Regions from separate parts of the Sus scrofa genome. Here regions 2, 3, 4, 5 and 6 are each linked to region 1. A link is a contact called in public HiChIP or PLAC-seq data. All regions are on one chromosome and are shown on one strand. Each heading gives the region's core, a stretch centred on a gene start, on an enhancer-like site or on the middle of the called end of the contact. The rest is flanking DNA. Distances are from core to core; before and after follow the strand shown.

Region 1 (3,225 bases), core at 68-2,567:
GGACTGGGACAGGGACGGGACTCGGAGCGACACAGTTAGCTCAGAATGTGCTCTACTCTGAGGGCTGGCACGGGGGAGGGAGGGGAGGGCCTGTGCTGGCTTCGGTGGGCAGCGGAGGAGGCGGGGAGCCCAGGTGGGGGCCCTGGCTGGAGGGCCTGGTCCCTGCAGAGGGTGGTACCACGGGCACTGGGGAGGGGCCCTTGCCTCCCCCTCCTTTGCCTCTTCTCCCCGCCCCTTTCCTCTCTCGCTGGGGTCTCCCCTCCACGTGCCTCCCTCCCCTGCCGCTTCCCAGGCAGGTGACAGGGCCGCTGCCTTCACCCGCCCCCTGGAGGGACGCACAGAGGAGCTGGGAAGGGGGCCGCCTGCCGGACCAGCTTGAAGAGAAGCAGATGCAGCGCCTGGCTCGGGGGAGGTGGCCGAAGGACATGACCTTCCTCCCGGCCTTTCTTTTGGGAAAGGAAGTCTTCGGACGTTTGTAGCAACTGAATCAATCTTGTCACTTTGATAAGCAGGGTCCCGGTGCGGAGAAAGCTCCACACTTCCTCCGATTGTTCCAGTTTATTGAATTTCAGCGTGTGGGACATGATAGGCCCGTTCCTGGGGAGCGCGGGAGGAAGCGGGGGCGGCCGGGGCTTCCGCGGGGCGCCCGGGGAGCAGCGCGGCCCGGGTTATTCTTGGAAGTTATTTTGATCTCCTGGCCCCGACGGCTCAGGTTTCTGGCCGGGCCTCTGGGCCACGTAACGGGAGGATGAGGCGCTTCATTATAAGAATAGCCTCGGCGGCTCTTTGAGGGCACCGGGACCACGCTGGCTCAGCGGCGGGCCTCGGGGAGCAGTGAGGGCCGCTGCCGGAGGCTCCCGGGAGCGCAGCCTCTTCCCCGCGCTGCTGGGGAGCAGAGGTGACTCAAGAGGAGCCTGACTCATGAGCTCCCCGGACAGGAAGGCCGGGCAGGCAGTGTAACGAAGAAAGTTCTGGTCCAAGCTGTTTATAAAATGGAACCTCTTGCCCTTGAAATAGAAGCTCCTGAACCGGTGAGGGCGGGCGCCCCCCACCCGGGCCCCAGGCTTTGCTATTTTAACTTCTGCGTTTAAGTCCTTTCTTCTTATTATAGATGTTGCATCACCTCCCTTTGGCTGCAGCACTGAAGTACCACGACCGGGGTGCTTAAACAACACAATTTGCTTTCTCGGGGTGCTGCGCGCAGAAGTTGGAGACACGGTGCGGGCTGCGCTGCTTCCCGCTGAGGCCGCGCTCTCCCAGTCCCCCCCTGGCTTGTGAGATGACGGCTTCAATCTCCGCCTTCATCGGAGCTGGCATGCTCCGCGTGTGTTCACATTTCCCCTTTTTATGAGGACAGCAGGGATACCGGCTCAGGGCCAGGCTACTCCAGGATGACTCATCTTAACTGATTACATGGGCAAGGACCCTATTTCCCAATAAAGTCACAGTGAATTTTGGGGGGGAACACAATTCAACCCACAATAGATGGAGTGGTACATATGCATGGTGCAAATCTAGAAAATAGAAGCAAGCACAAAAGAAGAAGAAACCCTTTTATCACTGAGTGATCCTGGCTGTGAATATCTTAGAGGCCCGAAAAAAAAAATCTTAAAATTAGACAAAATGAGTGTATTGTTTCATATCTTTATTCAATGATCTCTACCTTTCTACTTCACTAAATTTCTTCTCATCAATAGTCTATGTTCAAAATGTGTGTTATTTACCGTAATTTTGTGCAAATCAATAACAAATCCATGGCCATTCGTTTTCACAGGTGGTCATGTTCCTTAAGTCTCTTTAATTCATAACTGTCCTTTTTTTAGGGTATCAACTTATTTTGGGCCAATTACACTGTGCGACACCTCACCTCCTGGATTTGTCCCATTGCTTCTTTGTGACATTGTTTAGTTCGTCCTTCTGTCCCCTGTGTTGCCTGTAAAGTGGGGCTGTAGAGCCTCTGACGAGGTCAAGCTAAGCATTTTTGGATAGAAAGCATTGAAGGCACTTCTAAGTGCCCCCCAGCAGAAGACATGGAACATCTGGTGCACCCAGGGCAGGCCTTGCCGGGCATGGGGATGGTGCCTTGAGGGGGGGTGTCCTGCATTGGGTGCGAAGTGACACTTGGTGATTGTGAATGCTCCTGGCAGCCCTGAGGTTTATGCTAGTTGAAGGTTTCTGATAGTTGAGACATGAACGCTCTCTTTTCTGGTGACAGCTGGCACTGGGAGAGGAAGTGTGGCAGGGCCTGCAGTGCCACCCGCATCAGGGCCCTTTGGAGACCTCACCAGTCTCAAGATTCTCAGTTCTAAGAAGTCCCGCCCTTGGGTTCCGACACTGAGTCCACTAATGTTTTCCCACCAGACCTGGGCCTCGTGACGGTCCACGCCCCACACTGCGGTGTTGCAGGACGTGGCTGGATCCCCGTCTCCCTCCCAGAACTTTTCCAGGAAGGACCATAGCCCTTTCTCTCCAGCATGCTACAGGGTTTTTGTTTTTGTTCCGCAAAGAGAAGCAGTTTACAGAGAAACACACAGACTTTATGTGTAAATTTGCTCATCTTTTGACGAATTCATACACTCGTATAACCCAAACCTCCATCAAGATACAGAAAATTCCCATCACCCGCAAAGTTCCTGCAGGCCCTTCCCAGTTAATCCCGGCGTGGCCAGAGCTGACCACAGTTTCCGCTTCTCCCACAGTGGATCACTTTGCCTGTTCTTCGTGTACACGGCATCTACAGCACCAAGATGGGCTTCCTCCTCGGCCTTGCAGGTGTCAGCACCTCACTGCCTCCTCCCTGCCGTGTTGTGCGATCACGCCGCACATTGCTCATCCAGTCTCCTGTGGAGGGACACGTGGGCCGTTTCCAGGTCTCAGCTGTTATCAATAAAGCTTCATGAATCATCACATACAAATAATTGTGTGCACTAATGTTTTCACGTCTCTTGGGTAAATATCCAAGAGTGAAATTAGCGGGTCAGTAAAAGAGGGCGTAGCATTTCCCTTCCTATCGATAGTGAAACGGAGTTCTGGTGTCGTCAGCCTATTTATTTTTTGCCATTCTGCTGGCTGCGTAGTGCTGTTTCAGTGTGGCTCTAATTTTTTTATTTTTCGGCTACATCTGAGGCGTACACAAGGTCCTGGGCCAGGGATCGAATACAAGCCACAGCTGCAACCTACGCCACAGCCACGGCAATGCTAGATCCTTATCTCTTCACACTGGGC
Region 2 (3,118 bases), core at 391-2,890, 560 kb before region 1:
GACTTCTTAGTGATTATGTCTGTGGAAGAACACATAGTCTCCAGGGCCCGTGAAAGTCATCCTGAGGCCCTTCTCCTCCTCTCCTGAAATTTATTAGCACTTTAGCTTTACTTTTTTTTCTTTGGCCACACCCATGGCACGTGGAACTTCCTGGGCCAAGGGTTAAACCCACGAACATCCGTGACTCAAGCTGCTTTATCCTTACCACACTGGATAAACTGGATCCTTGACCCACTGCACCACAAAGGGACCCCTGGCTTTACTTATCTAGTAAACTCCACTTCACCATTTCTCAAAGTTTTCCCAACAACGAAGTCAGCAGCTGACTTTTCCAGCAGCTCCCATGGCACTTTGAACACGTAGATCCATTACTGCCATCACTACCCTAACAGCCACTATCTTTTGAGGAGCCTCTGTGGACTTCGCGCACTTCCCATCCTGAACCTATGAACCTTCTGCAGGGGATGAATCAGTGTTTCCTACACTACCTAACCAGCCACTGGATCGGGAAATCATTGGTGACTTACCCTGCACCTACATGTTACTTCTCATTCACGAAAATGTACTCACACCACCCACCCACCATCCAAGCAGGGCAGGAGGCCCCCAGAGATGGAGGTCGGTCATGGCCAGGTCAGAAATGAGGGGTAGGTGCTGAACCAGTCAGCAGAGCTGCTCCCTGGTGGAGACGCAGTAAGATGCCCAGGATCAGCTCATGGCTCTGGATGAGGCAGCTGAAATTGTGAAGATGTGGGTGGATTAGGCCTGCGGATCCCACATACCTGTTGGTGAACAGACACTTCCTTCCACTGCCAGATTCGGAGTCACTAGTAGCACTAAACGACTATCTAGTCACACCCATAACAAGCCAGTGGATTATCCACCATCACGAACGTCTGGCTGGGGGGTGGGGGGGGAGCAGAAGTCCCAGAGGGAAAAAAGGCCCCGAATCACACGGTCATTGCAAGACCTCAGTGTTTATGCAAGTAGACGGAGGGATGTTTACAGACGAAGGGAAGAAACGGAGCAAAGGCAGGAGACTGCGGGTCCCCATTCCCCACACAGCCGATGTGTATGCAAAGCCCCCTTTTCAGGGCTGGAATCATATTCTTAGTGTCTCATTATTGCAGCCGGACACGGTGTAAAACACCCCAGGTTCCTCTGGGTTGGATAACACACAAAGTGTGCATGACATTACTGCTGAAAAGAACTAAATCAGGAGGTAGAATCTCAAACTCCAGCAAATGTCTTGGTAGGTGGGTGATTCGAAACCTTCCAGGGAAGAACCGGGCCTTGGCTCGATCGGGACCCATGTGAGTTTGCGTCTGTGGGAGAAAACAGTGGCGCCTGAAAACATTCGACTTGGAAAAAAAAAGAAACTGCTGTTTTCCCTCTAGAACTTTCAGTTCTCCTGGTGCCTTTTGTTGCTGTAAAATTACATTCATTAGCAAAACCCCTAGGCAAGCAGCCTGGGCTGAGCGGCAGCTGGAAAGGATATGCTGCAGCACGAGACTCAAAGGGATCGAACGTGTGGCACGACCCCACGGCCTCAAAAAGCCGAGGGGCTCCGCAGCCCCACCAGCCGGGCCTGCACCTCGGGGGGTGTCCCTGCGGCCCCACCGCCGACTCTGGCGGGCCAGGCCGACCGGACTCCCTCTCAGCCCTGTCCATTCACTCCAACTCTGCCACCCAGAGTGTGACGCTGCCCGGACAAGCTTGAGGTCAAAATCGGAACAAGTGAAAGTAAATGAAGAGCCTGGCCTTGCTCTTCTACCTACAGAAGACCCAAAGGACCGACCGTGGGGCTCTTCCCTTTATTTGGCAAACTCCCAACTCGGAGCCCTTGGGTGGGAGAAGCAAAGGGAGGTGGAACAGGAAGTACTGGCCCCACCCCCGGGCGCTTTCCTAGGGGACACCTGGGGAAGGGGACCGTGTGGCTCACAGGCACCCAGGGACAGAATCCATCCCATCCTTGGTCCAGAGCTGGACCACCACCAGCGGCCCGCCCAGCCCTGTCCTTCTTCAGGGTTGACGCCGCATAGGCTGGTCCACCTCACCTGGTTGGAAAAGACGGGTTTGACTTGTTCTGCTCTCTCACCTCTTCCAGCGACACACACGCCCACGGCCGGTCCAAGCCCTAGAGAGCCTCATCCAGGCCCCAGGAGGACTCAGAAATGACCTGCAGCTTAAATGTAAACGAACGTTGACCCAGTGCCCCCAGGGTGTCTTTTAATTAGGCTGAAGATTTCAATTTTGAGGTTGAGCTTTTAAATTTTGTGGGCTGGACAAAGAAAAAGGCGTGTCTGGGAGAATTAACACAAAAGCGTCATCACTGACAGCGCATTGGAAGATGTCATCAAATGATGAGTGTTTCCTTTTCTCTCAGGTGTGTTTTCAAAACTTTCTAAGGTCACTTTTTATGACCAGCCTAGAAATAAAAAACTTGCCTGTGCAATGTAATTCTTAAGATAAATATTTTATTTTTATTATTATTATTATTATTATTGCTTAGCTCTGAGCAAGAAATCTCCCATGAATTTTTGAACGTAATAATACGTATGTAATAACCAAAACACTCTTCTGTTACACAAACCTAAACCATATGAAGAGAAGATACCTTGCTCTGCAACAGAAACACGAGACTTTTTCCAACCCATCAGGATATGAGTAAGAAAATTTGGGACTACATTCTTCATATTTACCAAGAAATGAAATTGACACGCTAGCGGTAACTAGTATGAGACATCTTGTCCCTCAGGACAGAACCTGCTTCATCTGTGTCTCCTGGTCTCTCACTGATGGCTCCTGGCAGGATGCCCTACACGTAACAAGTATTCACTGAAGATGACAATTTGTATCTGCCCTCGAGACTGAGACAAGATCCCTGCCTGGCTGATATTACTGGCCTTGTGCCACACAGACCACAAATGCAAGCAGCAGGTGGCTTTGGGTGGCAATAAAATGAATTGTGTGAGGCCGCCAGTTGGGAAACCGTGGCAGAGCCCCTCTCCTTCCCAAACTGCGCCCACCTGTGAGCAACGAAGGAAGGCAGGCTCCCCAGAAGATCTGACACCTGACAAACCTGCACTTCAATCGGCTGGGGTGTCTAATTAGAATC
Region 3 (3,099 bases), core at 127-2,626, 580 kb before region 1:
AATCTTGGATGCCCTTTCGGTAGAAAATAATTTGGAAGCCTTTAGGTCAGTCGTAAAAAATGATCTGATTCATTCTGAGACTTCTGCGGGGGAGCCTCGATTTGGGTCTAGAAAAACATTAACCACTCATGGCTGCTGTAGTTTTTAGAAAACACAAACCCTCCCCCCTCTGCAACAGCCGGTTTGAAAGTCATACAATCCAAAGTAGTGAACACACACACACATAATACACACTCATGCATAATACACACACACATGCACAAACAGGAATAACACACGCACACACACACACGCATGTGCACACACATACATATATACACACACACATGCAGGCACATAGGAACTCTGTGTTATTTTTAAAGATTTTTTTTAAGAAGCTTCTTGAGTGTGGCTTAGTGGCCCCACACCAAGTGAAGTCTTAAAATTCTGGAATGATATAAAGAGATGCCAGTTATTAAAGTGCCGTTATATTAAAAGGGACATAAAAGGGCCAGAATTTTTTCTCTCTCGCAACTTAGGAATCGAATTTGCTTCGTTGGCAGAGCAATAGACTTTTTGCCAGCCTGGCGGGCTCAACCTAGAACCTGGAAATCAAGCTGTTTTCTCTCTGGTTCTGACACTGTCACCAGGAATAAGTGTTCCGCCATCACGACGCCGCCACCCCGCATCTCAGACCCAGCAAGAGGAGCCCTGATGACTCTTTTCCTGTCACTATTTGGTTGATTCACACAGTTGGCTGCAATCACGCAGAACCCTGGTGGATTAATTCTTGAGGAAGCTCATGTTCTATACAGTAAGTTGTAATGTTGGCTCTGAACTTGAGACAGCAAAACAAGGGGAGAGCCAAGACCTGTCAGCTTTTCTCACCTGCCAGTCTCCCCATAAAACTGGGCTTGGGGCTGGTTGGGGAGCAGGGGGGCTCCATGGGAAACGGCCCTGCTGGCAAAGGAGCCCCTGGACAGGAGTCTCTCCTCTACCCGAATCGCGAGTCCCCAGGCCACACAGCTCTGTCCAGGGATTTGTGTTTCTGCTGCTGTCCTTTGTTGTCAGGTCCCAGAGGGGAGATGGGGCTGCAATCCTTCCTGTGACAGAGGCCCTGATCCCCTGCCCTGTGGAAGACACCCCTGCCGAAGGGGAGACCCTGGGCTCCTGTGGCCGACCTCCCAAAAGAGCATCCCAGGGCTGAGCAGGGCTTCTGGAAGCTGCGGGACTCCCAGCCCCAGGCCCTGTGCCATGGGCCCCGTGCACAGGGCACCTTAAGCTGTTACCCACTGTGCTCCCCCAGCACCCCCCCTCCCATGCTCTGGCAGCTCTGAAAACCCTGGATCAGGTTTCCATCTGCCCTGACCTTGGCCTCCCTGCACAGCTCACACGTCAGGCTCCACGGAGGAAGTGACCTTGGAGGCCAGAGAGTGTCGACATGCAGCCCTGAACGCTGAGTGTCAGCTGGGGAAGAAACGCGCAAGCGACCAGCTAGGCCTGGGCATCATGGCTTTGCAGGAACTTCCTGATGTTTCTTGGAACTTATATCATCTGCTCTGCTCCCGGAGTCTGGGAACCCTGGTCCATTCCCCTTACCAACAAAAGGACTCCTGGTGCTTGCCGTCTGCTTGCAGTGCTGAGGCCACGTTCCAAGAGCTTCTGCACGCTTGCGTGCGACTTGAGCCTTGGTTTTTAGCTGTGTTTGCCCTCCCTCCTTCCTGACTTTCACAGCCCCCCTCCTCACATTTTCCCTGTAAACCTAAGCCCCCTCCCTGGTGATAAAGCAAAGATAGCTGGATGATCTCTGACCTGTTGAAATCTTAGATTTCCCGTTGAAATCTTTCCCTTGTGGCTCAGCGGGGAAACAAAACCCACCAGTATCCATGGGGATGCAGGTTCAATCCCCGGTCTCACTCAGTGGGCTGAGGATCTGGCCACAACCTGCGCTCTAGGTGGCAGGTGAGACTATAGAAGTGACCAGCAGCTGCAGTTCTGATTGGACCCTTAGCCTGGCAACTTCCATATGCTGCATGTGCGGCTCTGGAACAAAAAATAATTCCCCATGACTTCTTTCTTGCTTCCTTTTTTTTACGGCCACAACTACTGCATATGGAAGTTTCCAGGCTTGGGGTAGAATCAGAGCTACATCTGCTGGCCTACCCCACAGCCACAGCAATGTGGCATCTGAACCACATCTGCGACCTACACCACAGCTCACAGCAACACCAGATCCTCAACCCACTGAGCAAGGCCAGGGATTGAACCCAAGTCTTCATGGATACTAGTCAGGGCCATTAACACTGAGCCACCACAGTGGCTCTTTCCCGTTAAAATCTTAGTGAGGAATTTTTACGTGTTAGAGGCAGGTCTTCAGAACTCTTCTAAGTATGATGAGGCCTCCAGATCTGAGGGAAACAGCTCTGCCACCACTGCCAGGGCCCTCTCCACCCACCAGCCTCAGACCCACACCAGGCCAGCGCCCTGTGAGTGCCACTATCCGGGGAGGCCCAGTGTGGAGTCTCAGGCCAGATAAGACTGGGGAGGAGAGCAAAACCAGTGCCCTACCCAAGCCCAGATGCTCACACACAGCATCTCTTCTCCAGGCAGAGACGATACACCCAGGAGAGCAGCCAAACCTGTCCTCAGAGGCTGAGGATGCATAGCAGGCTCCAGCACCTTCTTCCAGGAGTGAGACAGAGAACTAGGCAGGACATTATCAAAGGGGGGGGGAACCTCCCAAATAAAAGTTGAACTTCAGGCTAAAATGTCCAATTGCAGATGGAAGATTGCAGGACCCACTGGAGCAGACAGGAGCGGTGCCCCTCCTGGAGAAAATCAGGTGGGGAGACGGCCCACCCCATGTGCTAGAGTGGTGGTGACTGGATCGGCGTGTCAGTGTCCATTCCTGGAGGACCATGCATGCGGAGCCCTAAACAACCCCAGGGAGCTCGCTGTCCTGCTCTGACTTTGTATTAATCTCTGGCTCTGGCTGGTCCCAGGGTGTCACAGGCACTATAATTAGATTTTGGAAACGTGTCGGGGAAAAGGAAATGGTGTCATTAAGGTGACCTATCAGACGCCAGCCTCTTCCTCTAGAAAGAAGCCAAGTGCACAGCA
Region 4 (3,112 bases), core at 76-2,575, 630 kb before region 1:
CTGGGCTTTAATGAGACACTGGCGTCAGAATGCCTGCCTCTACACACAGGTGTTTGACCTCGCAAACATGGGAGTGTCCTGCCTCAGTAAACAGAATCTTCTACCCCATAGTCATGAGTTAGAAACTCGCATTTCGAAAGGAGGGTCTTCCAAATAGGAGAGGATAATGTAAGGGCAGGACAAACAAGATCATGAAATCATCCAGGTCTGCTCTGGTTTCACCAGCCCTCATAAATATTGTCTACAGTGTTTCTCAGGCAATAAGAAACCCGCTAAACACAGAGCTAAAACTGAGATGCAAGCCTCTTTCATGAAGGCAGAGTCAACCCAATATGACAAGTAGTTCTTAAAACGTTATTGAGTCCCTATCATATGATTTTTCTACTCAGTCTGTTCATAACTAATATATCCCCAATTTAACACTTCTGTCTTGCCAGATAATTTAAGCATTCGCACTACTAAATGCATCTTAATTTGCCCTCTTTCCCACTAGCAATTAAAATGTGGCTATGGATGTAGTGTTTCCCCACAATGAAGTTGAACCTGAAGAAGAAAGGTCTTTCTTCTCACACCATAACCACTTTCACTGATGAATTTCATCAGCTATGTAGGCAACTGCATAATTTGCAAAAAAGAGTATGTTTTTGGAAATAGAGGTTCTTCCCCTAAAGCTCTATTTCCCAAATTCCTGGACACTTTTGTCAGCCTATTTTTTCCCCCACAAACTGACTCAGTATAAGATTTAATATGGTTCATTCCTTTCATTCACTCATCACCCATTCACCTATTCATTCATTCACTCATTCAACCAATATTGAGTATGGATTTATAGGCAGGCTCTCAGGGAGTGCTGGCATCAGAGAAACAGGATCTGACTCCTATGGAGTTGACAGTCTGTGGCTCCATGTTGTCAGTGGGGAGATTTCAGAGGCCACCAGGTGACTCTGGTAGCCTGTCAGGGAGATGGCAGAGCAGACCTGCAGAGCACACACACTAGGAAGCTAGAGCGATGTTCAAGCAGGAGTTCCACCACGGCCTTGGGAACTCTGGACATTATTTTACCCTCTGATCCTTACTTACCTGGTGGATAATTATAGAACCTTCATAGGGTTGAGGGGAAGAGAAATGAAATAATACAAGTGAAGCCACCAGCACCAAGCATGTATGCTCAATACATGTTAGCTACTATTATTTTGTCTAGATTTTTTTTTTTCAGCTGATGACTTGATTTTTTTTTTTTAGACCCAGTACTGGGATGACAAACTGCCAGCCTCCAGCCAGCTGCCACTGCTCATAGCAGGCATACATGCCACACTTCTTCGATGCTATAACACTGATTAAAAATAGATTTTCATTCCCCTGGACAGGACAAAGCTAAATCTGTGCACCTGTGCTTTCCCATTTCACTAGGTAAACCCTGTCAGCTACCTGACAATATGCCCTTCAAAAAAGTTTTAGTCCCTTCGTGGGCTCACCCAGGTCTGAATGACCAAAGGAATGCAGAATCATTCCCCCTGGAGCAGGGAACCTTGCTCATTAGGCTAAAGTTATGAAATCACATTTACCACGATTGTCATAAACCTATTTTATTAGTTCTAAGAAATCAATTGCAATTTTTTAAAAGCCTCCGAAGAAAGACAAGAGAGCTGCCTGGTATCCAAGGTTTTCCTAATACAAACTCTTTGGGGTCAGGGAGGGGAGGGGTGTGGTGGGGTGGAATAGGGTAGGGTGGGGTGGGGTGGAGCTGGGGCACTTTTGGCTCAGACCGAAGGCATTCCAGCCCTGCCCCAGGCTCTCGGACACTGGGTTCTTTCTTCTAAAATTAGACCGTCCTTGGCATTTCTGGGCATTAATGCCCTGCACTGTGTCTCTTGCCTGTGAATTCTGGGTGTGTTTATCTTAACTCACGGAGACAATTTAAAAATCTTAACTTGTAATAGCGTTGTCAGATTCAGCCTAACGATTAGCGGTAGGGAAATATTTCAATGATATTTCTATGGTTCATTAGGAGCCAAATATTCCAAACTTTCCAACTGGATTCCAAACGCCCTGAGAAGGAATAGAGCCTTTTTCAACTTTTGACCCCACAGAAACGTGCATGCCACCTGGGAATACACCATAATGAATGGCTGAACAGAAAAACGCACGGCAAATCCATCCGCCCCTGGTCCTCACTGCTCCCCAGGCCGCAGTAGAACCGTATGCTGATGCCTGGGTACACTCTGAACAGCTGCCGGCGGATACTCTGAACTGGGGACTCGGGAGCTTGTGGGGAAGCAAGACAGGCCACGTGGGTCCCTTCAGAGCTAATCCCTAATCTCGGGATGTATGGATAACGGAGTAGGAGGCAGGCTGGACCTTCAGGCCCAGGAAGACGCCCCCAGGCTCTTGCCTTTTCCATCGCCCTTTCCTTCTTCCCCACACTCCTCCCCTCCTCTGGCCAGGCCCCGCCCCTTCCCCAAAGCCCCTCCTCTCTGTCCTCCACGCCCCTCCCTTCCCTCGCCACGCCCCTCCCTTCCCTCGCCACGCCCCTCCCTTCCCTCGCCACGCCCCTCCCTTCCCTCGCCACGCCCCTAAAAGTGAATTGTCTCCTTCACAGCCTCTAAGGAACCAGAAATACAGATATTTCCATCCTCCATCTTCTCCTTTTCCTCTCCCTTTCTCTCAGAAACCCCTTCTAATCCCGCACATTAAACTTCCACATTAATGGCATGACTAATGGCACCAGTTCTGGTGGTAGACTGCTCTACCACATTTTAAGGTCGAACCAAGGGCAAGTTATTTCAACTCTCTGTCTCAGTTGTTTAATCGTTGGTCTAGGCATAATCACTGTAAATCAACGATCTTTTAATTTAAAAAATTAAACTAGCGATAATCACAGGTCCTCTTTACACGGGGCCATTGTGTGGATTAAATGAGTGGATACAGGCACGGTTCTGAGAAAAATGTTAGTATAAATATTAGCCACTGTTTGAAGTACTGCTACTGTTATTTCTGAAGGCAGAGGACTCCCAAATCCTCACCTACACCAAAAGTCACACCATCGTCTCAAAGTCCAAATGTCTCAGTCTGCACCCATTACATTCGCCCACCTCGACCCTGCTCTTTTGTG
Region 5 (3,108 bases), core at 239-2,738, 520 kb before region 1:
TGACTCTTCTCTTTAAATCTTCAACATAATTTTTTCCTAACATGTGGTTTCATATTTTTCAAGGGACTGTGCCTCACATATATTGTCACGATGTAAAAGGAAATAGTCAACATACTTGGAAATGACGTTCCTTAGGCTATAAAAAGCGAATTAGAAATACTTGCAGACCAAAAAAGAAAGAGAGTGCTCTGAAGGTAAATAAAAATATTAACAATATTCAATTTAACTCAATAAACATTTATTGAGAGCCTACAGTGTTCCGGGGGTTATGTTGGTTTAGTTATTAAAAGACATTTTACAACTGGTATTTGTTTCAATACAGCATGATTTTATACACGTCTTTTTAAATCTTATCCAAGCAGACTAATGAAAACACTAGCAAGATTCAAAAGAAGATCTCAAGAAGAAAGTAGGCAATTGCCAGCTAATAATTTCACAAATTGAAGACATGAAACTTGGCTGTTTGAAATACCATCCATAAGCTACAGATTTAATTCAGAGGTCTTCACCTATGAGCCAGGAGCGGGCAGTAGCATTGGCTTGGATAAATGAGCTGTTGGCATTTTTTTGCCATCTTTTGTTTTTTAATTTTTCATTTTCTTCCCAAATCCCAGGGTCATGCCCCCTGGTGATTCATGTAATTAAACAACTGCAACAAAAAGCTGAAGAAGAAAGTGAGGAATCAAAGTTTCAGGCAGATAACAAAAGAAAAAATTACTACCTACAGCAGAACGGTTAAATGCTAGGGTTGAGCATGAGACTGATGGGTGGAAATCCGTTCAGTTAAGAAGATTTTGCAGAGTGTGAGGTGTACAGCCGGCCCCAAAGGCCATGTGAAGGTTGCCTCAGAACACGATGAGGGTCTGGGGTGGGGGAGGGGATCCATCACCTTCACCAGGAAGACTCCATCAGGCGACTCTCCCACCCAGAATAACCGTTTATCTTGTTAGTGCATAAGATACATTGCATATTGCCCAGCCTCAGTGTATTCCTTAAACATTTGAATCCAAAGGGTAATTGTTTTATTGGCCTTTTGATAGCCCATTTTGGGGTCACTCAGCCTAAGTGACAGCTGAGCGAGCACATAAAAGGAACAGCTGACTCAGGTGCTTGGGGGATCAGAGCAGATTTCTGAAAACAAGTAAATTTAAGAAGAAAAGGAAGAAATGAGCAGGAATTACATACACCAGAGGAGGAGAGACTATTTCAGGCAAAGGGAAAATGGGAGGAAGCATGCCCTATTCAAGATGAAAAACAAAAATTCATTGTGCCTGGGGCTCTAAGGGAGGAGATAGAAGAATAAACTGGGGTAGGACTTGCAGGCAGAGTAAGTGCTGTCCGACACTTTGGGGCAGGAGGGACAGGAACAACAGAACGGCCTTCGTCTGACCAGATCTGCACTTTAAAAGACCTCTCTGACTGCAATGTCGAGTATGTTATGAAACGTCAAGGCCAGATATAGCACAGCAGTTACAGGGTCACAAATGAGGAAACTTTCCATAATCTCTCTGAGGCATGAGGCTGGCAAGGACTGGGAATAACAGCAGTGGAGAGGGAGGAGGGAGCTAGGAGGAATTTGCACGTCAGCCACACAGGCTCGGCAAGTGAGGGAGGGAAAGAGTGACAGCAGAGGCCATGACCAGGACACATGGCAAAAAGCACATCCACGCGCTGACCGCAGGAGGAGGACCAGGTTGATGTGGAAGAGAGGCTGGAGCTTGGGCTTGCGGTCAAGTAGGAAACACACACAAAAGTAACAAAAGAGTAAATGACGAGGGTCACTGGTAGGGTGTGGTGAGTGGGACTCACTGTAAAGCAGAGATACCCGGCATCAGTCAGAGCTGGAAGCCAGGCATTGTCATTCAGAAAGAAGCAAACTCAAGAGCAGATGGTGTCGTCACTGAGGGACCGGGGAGAACAGCTCAAGAAGGGGTCCTAAGGCAAAGGACAAAGAATCCATCAAAGGAACTAGCGGAAGGCGAGAAAGTAAGGACATTGTGTCAAGGCCCCCCCAAAAGAAGAGGCTTTCCAGAGGAGTAAGGATGAATAGCTCTGGTTCCTGCGCACACGTCTTGGGAATCAGGCACACCCCTCAGTCCTTCCTCCAAGGCACTGGTGCAAATGCCAACAACAAATGACCAAGAACAAACCCTGGTCCCAACCTTTCAGTTTGTTCATCACTGAGGCACCAGATGGAAACTGCCAGAAGCCATCCCCAACCTTCACTTCTTTATATGCCCACAAGGTTTTCATGTGCATTTGCTAAATTCCCTGGAAAGATCTAGCAGCACGGTACTTCTCTCATTTCTCAGACTGGCCTGTACTTCTAGTACACTGCCACCTGTTCAAAGATGAAGGAGGCAAATTTGACATGACCTATTTCTTTGATCCCACCGTGGATTCAGGTAGGACCTTCTCTGGCCAACTGGAAGCCTGGGAATCATTTTACCATGGGTGTCACTAGACTCCCCAAACATGCCCAGCCCACAGTTCTCTAAACCCCATCAGCACCAGAGGATGAGGCACAAGTTGGTGCCTGCAGAGGGTTTAGGACTTCTCCCTTTATGGTACACACATCAACCAAGACTTGTGTGGCAGGAAGCATGGACTTTAAAGCCAGAGGTGAGTTGAAATCCTGGCCCTGCCTTTAAGTGTCACCCAGAGTGAGCTGTGGCTCATTGGAACATTTTCTCATTCATTGCATGAAGATAAAACTCTCCTGGAGTTGCAATGAGGACTAGGTGATGTCATGTGCACAGGGCTTCCCACATTGCTAGCACAGAACAGGCACTGAAAAAACACCAACTTTCCCTTGACCGTGGCCCCTTGAAACAAACCTAGATTTCTCTATGGTCCTAGATCCTAAAGGAAAGAGGTGTTTCTCCCTGGTTCTATCAATCTCACATTCTTGTTACCAAGATCAAACTCATGTACTTATACAAAATGCACCGAGTTGAGAAGGACCACTGATGAGGTCCACAGTTGCAAAAAGAAAAGAACAGACATTTTACTATCAGGAAATAAAAGGAGGATGATGATGGCAGCAAACAAGGGATAAAGGACAAGGTTGATATTTTTCATAAAGGGAAACAGAATTCTGGCAAAGAA
Region 6 (3,282 bases), core at 219-2,718, 700 kb before region 1:
CCTCCCTGGCTCCTGGGCTATGATAGGAACAATTGCACTAACCCTGACCTTGGAAGCTGATTATGAGGATTCAGTAAACTGGGGCCATGCTGGTGTGAGGTTCACTGGTTCAGAGACACTCCTTGTCGCCGATGCATCCACCAAGAAAGAAGAAGGTACATAGTCAGTCTCTACCCACGAGATCGTAATCACCTTTGGGAGATGATCATTGTTTGCAGAAAGACACAAGGCGCAGATTAGCATGAACTGCAAGCGCAGTGGATGTGAGAAGAGGAAGCACCTGCCAGGGCAGAGGCAGCAAGAGCTTCTGGTGAAGATGGGCAGAGGTGGGCGGGGAGAGGACGACCTGGACCTGCGAGGGGACCCTGATGCCGCCCACGGAAGCCAAACAGGAGGCACAGAGGAGGGAAAACTCAGGGCCTCCATGGTCGTTGGCGGGAGTGGTGTGGAGGGCCTTACACCAAAGGGTTTAGCAAAGCGGAGTAAGAAGGCACCTAAGAGAGGCAGGAATGGGAACTTCACAAAAGAGTCAGCCTTGGAACGGTCTCCAGAAGGCAACAAGGAAACAAAGCAAAAAGCTTTAAAGAACATTTCGTTTAATTTTGAGACAGATAAAAAGAAAAAAATAATAAGGATGAGAGGATAGAATCCCGAAGGCAAAAAGACCATTAAAGAGATATTTCAAATGTTCTGGTTTGAGAGAGTGAACGTGGACTGATAGGGGCTTCGGTACAAGGATGATAAAGATGGTGATAAAACATTTCCACCTTCTCTCCCTCTCCCATGCTCATCTTCAAACTAACGGCTAATACTTTTCACTCTAGGGGTTAGACGAAAACACAAAATTTGAGAAAACGTCAATGTTAGGAAAAAAATAGGAAAAGAAAAAAAGTCGGCTTAGAGCTCTTCCAACCACAAGAGGGCGCTCCCGGACCCAGGAGCAGAGCTGGGGGGGACTGAGCCCGGATCATTAACGGAACTAGCGGGAGGGCTGCCCAGAAGTCCGGTCTGAAAGGGGTTACCTGGGCAGTTACAACGTGGAGACAGCCTCTGGCCTTTACCTGTGCCCTGTGACATCCACATGATCAATCCTAAGACCCGGAAAGGCACTGAAGGCTTACAAACTTAAGTACTCCCACTCTCGGTAGCAAGTCAGGATTCAGCCTCTCCAGTAAGTGGCGGATGCCCCGCAGGCAAAGCAGGAATGTCCTGATGGATCCCCAAGATTGCAGCATAGGATGCTTTCCTCCTGGGAGCTCCACTCAGCAAGGGGATTCCGCCCTACGGCAGCTGGTGACACAGGTCCGGCCCGACCTCCATTGCCCGACGTGCCCAACCAACTGGGAGAGCGCCAGGGTGCCCAAGATAAAAATAGGATGTTGCCGTGGAGCGCTGGACAGGCTGGCAGATGACACAGGGCCTTGGGAGAGCCTGGAGCCCTGCCCAGAGGCCGTCCTCGCCCTCTGCCGGCCTCGACAAGGGGAGGGGAGTTGGAGCTTCACAGGGAGTCCTGCCAGGAAAGGGCCGCGAGGCAGGGGAAGGGTGGGGAAATCATTTTCCTGTGAGTCAAAGGACAACAGCTGTCACCACGGAGGGAGAAGAGGTGGAACACTGGGTCCAAGCCTTCTCTGGAGCAGTGGCAGCTGAGTCAAAACAAGCAGTCAGAAACATGAGGCCCTTAAAAATACAGTAATTCATGCTACATCAAAGCAGTGATTAGCACAGCTTCCTGGCTGTCTCTCTGTTTATTTATGGTACATTACACATTTTAATGCTATTTTCATAAGGTATTTCAGCTGCCACGGTGCCATATTTGGGAGACAAAAGTGCCTAAGAAGTGCTGCAATTATCGGGCACCCACCCCCAGCCATCCATGAGTCTGGTGTCAACCACAATGACCACTACTTCCCCAAAGGAGAAACAGAAGAGAGAGTGTCCCCATGCAGCCTGCAGGAAGACAGGATGGAAGAGGACGCGGGAGCTGGGAAGAGGGGAGGGCACAAAGGCCAAGTTCATCTTGATTCGTCTCTTGTGGGGAAAGAGGTCAACTTTGAAGTCTTCCTTGAGATACTTCTTTTATTAGGTCATAGGACCCAGTCATCTGTTGGGGATTGCTCACCCAACTCTGGAAGCCAACAGCCCTCTCCGCAAACCAGCTTTATTTTAAATACACTTGAGTTCATGCCAGTGTCCGGGTGGGAGCTGGGAAAAGTGAAAAGCTGCTGGAAATTTCCTCACTCCTCCCCGTGACTTTCTTTCTTTTAAAGAAGGGTGGGGCGAGCATGAGTCCACTTAGGGAACAGCTCCATTCACCTCATATCAAATAGACAAGAGGCATCCCTCCCGCAGGTAAATTTAATAACCGTTTCCTCCAAGTCTGACTTCTCCTTACGATCAACCCCCGAAAAATGCAAGTCGGTGAATGTGTGCCATGGAATATGTCATCTCGGTGTTCAGAGATAAAGCGGGGGGGACAAATAAGAGAAGGTCAGGACAGCGAAGGAAAAAGACTCAGCCCTCACTGGCCCTGGGTCGGGTAACTCAGGAGAGCCGACGGGCGCCTGAGCTGAACCTTCACAACCCACCACGTGGATGCCCAAGAGGCTGCTTTCCGACGGATGAAGGTTCAATGTCATGTCAAGACAGCACTGCATTCATTGTCGAAGTTTCTATTGAAAACTGATTCCTTTGCCGATGTTGTTAATGTTTATGAAATGCTGGAGACGGGCGAGCTTCCAAAAGCAATTCATAGCCGGTTTCCCTGATTTTATGTCTGAGGCCACTGTCCTGTGGCCCTTCCCTGGATTTATCTTTAGGGCCCTTGGATTTATCTGAGGACTGGTCTCCTCACAAAAGTTTCCAACACCAGTGCCAACAGTCTCGGGTGTTGGAACTGGGTGTCTAGGAACTGGCTTCAGCCTGAAACGCATCTCACACAGACCACTTAAGAGCCATCTCAAGATAACTCCGGTCAGAATTTAACCAGCCACCTACAAATAAAGCACATCCCATGACTCTACTCTGAAGGCATTTGATTCTCCAAAGCCTCTTATTTCCAACAGTTGCATCAGCTGTAAACATACACCACACACTGGTGTTTGGTGAGTCAGGCCTCAGCAAAGAGCAGTGTCTTTTTCTGTATTTCTAAAGTTAAATTAGTTTGACTTTGAAGCATAAACTCACCAAAACAAAAGCTCAGGGACGTGTAGGTTTTGGTTGCTCTCCTAATCCTAATAATAACAGCCAACATTTAATAAGTGTCAGGCACGGCCTGTTCTAAGC

The links. HiChIP or PLAC-seq counts read pairs in DNA pulled down with a chosen protein or histone mark.
Region 2: a contact with region 1 is called in an H3K27ac HiChIP or PLAC-seq map of skeletal muscle, with 2.2 times the contacts expected there. The contact joins two enhancer-like sites. A contact is called at or near these places in 5 of 47 Hi-C or Micro-C datasets (embryonic fibroblasts, heart right ventricle, retroperitoneal adipose tissue and 2 more) and 2 of 2 datasets of contacts at active chromatin or transcription factors (alveolar macrophages and skeletal muscle).
Region 3: a contact with region 1 is called in an H3K27ac HiChIP or PLAC-seq map of skeletal muscle. The contact joins two enhancer-like sites. A contact is called at or near these places in 8 of 47 Hi-C or Micro-C datasets (embryonic fibroblasts, fetal heart ventricle, heart right ventricle and 5 more) and 2 of 2 datasets of contacts at active chromatin or transcription factors (alveolar macrophages and skeletal muscle).
Region 4: an H3K27ac HiChIP or PLAC-seq map of skeletal muscle shows a contact between it and region 1, with 6 times the contacts expected there. The contact joins two enhancer-like sites. A contact is called at or near these places in 1 of 47 Hi-C or Micro-C datasets (heart right ventricle) and 2 of 2 datasets of contacts at active chromatin or transcription factors (alveolar macrophages and skeletal muscle).
Region 5: a contact with region 1 is called in an H3K27ac HiChIP or PLAC-seq map of skeletal muscle. The contact joins two enhancer-like sites. A contact is called at or near these places in 2 of 47 Hi-C or Micro-C datasets (fetal heart ventricle and heart right ventricle) and 1 of 2 datasets of contacts at active chromatin or transcription factors (skeletal muscle).
Region 6: an H3K27ac HiChIP or PLAC-seq map of skeletal muscle shows a contact between it and region 1. The contact joins two enhancer-like sites. A contact is called at or near these places in 8 of 47 Hi-C or Micro-C datasets (brain, fetal heart ventricle, heart right ventricle and 4 more) and 2 of 2 datasets of contacts at active chromatin or transcription factors (alveolar macrophages and skeletal muscle).

What each region holds. Positions count from the first base shown.
Region 1 is chr1:4,948,579-4,951,803 of Sscrofa11.1, forward strand. LOC110259878 (a long non-coding RNA gene) reads left to right here. Exons shown (of 2, transcript XR_002342280.1): 2 at 1,112-1,696. Among named protein-coding and RNA genes, the nearest start is that of QKI, 67 kb to the left of the region's middle. Within about 2 kb of position 1,318, at least 28 of the 83 cell types and tissues checked have an H3K27ac peak or open chromatin away from gene starts, as enhancers often do. A contact at or near this core is called in alveolar macrophages, liver, mesenteric adipose tissue and 3 more, where this site is marked.
Region 2 is chr1:4,390,626-4,393,743 of Sscrofa11.1, forward strand. No RefSeq gene overlaps it. Among named protein-coding and RNA genes, the nearest start is that of QKI, 490 kb to the right of the region's middle. Within about 2 kb of position 1,641, at least 3 of the 83 cell types and tissues checked have an H3K27ac peak or open chromatin away from gene starts, as enhancers often do. A contact at or near this core is called in skeletal muscle, where this site is marked.
Region 3 is chr1:4,373,120-4,376,218 of Sscrofa11.1, forward strand. No RefSeq gene overlaps it. Among named protein-coding and RNA genes, the nearest start is that of QKI, 510 kb to the right of the region's middle. Within about 2 kb of position 1,377, at least 22 of the 83 cell types and tissues checked have an H3K27ac peak or open chromatin away from gene starts, as enhancers often do. A contact at or near this core is called in alveolar macrophages, liver, retroperitoneal adipose tissue and 2 more, where this site is marked.
Region 4 is chr1:4,315,911-4,319,022 of Sscrofa11.1, forward strand. No RefSeq gene overlaps it. Among named protein-coding and RNA genes, the nearest start is that of QKI, 570 kb to the right of the region's middle. Within about 2 kb of position 1,326, at least 4 of the 83 cell types and tissues checked have an H3K27ac peak or open chromatin away from gene starts, as enhancers often do. A contact at or near this core is called in skeletal muscle, where this site is marked.
Region 5 is chr1:4,427,818-4,430,925 of Sscrofa11.1, forward strand. No RefSeq gene overlaps it. Among named protein-coding and RNA genes, the nearest start is that of QKI, 450 kb to the right of the region's middle. Within about 2 kb of position 1,489, at least 6 of the 83 cell types and tissues checked have an H3K27ac peak or open chromatin away from gene starts, as enhancers often do. A contact at or near this core is called in skeletal muscle, where this site is marked.
Region 6 is chr1:4,246,018-4,249,299 of Sscrofa11.1, forward strand. No RefSeq gene overlaps it. Among named protein-coding and RNA genes, the nearest start is that of QKI, 640 kb to the right of the region's middle. Within about 2 kb of position 1,469, at least 38 of the 83 cell types and tissues checked have an H3K27ac peak or open chromatin away from gene starts, as enhancers often do. A contact at or near this core is called in alveolar macrophages, liver, mesenteric adipose tissue and 2 more, where this site is marked.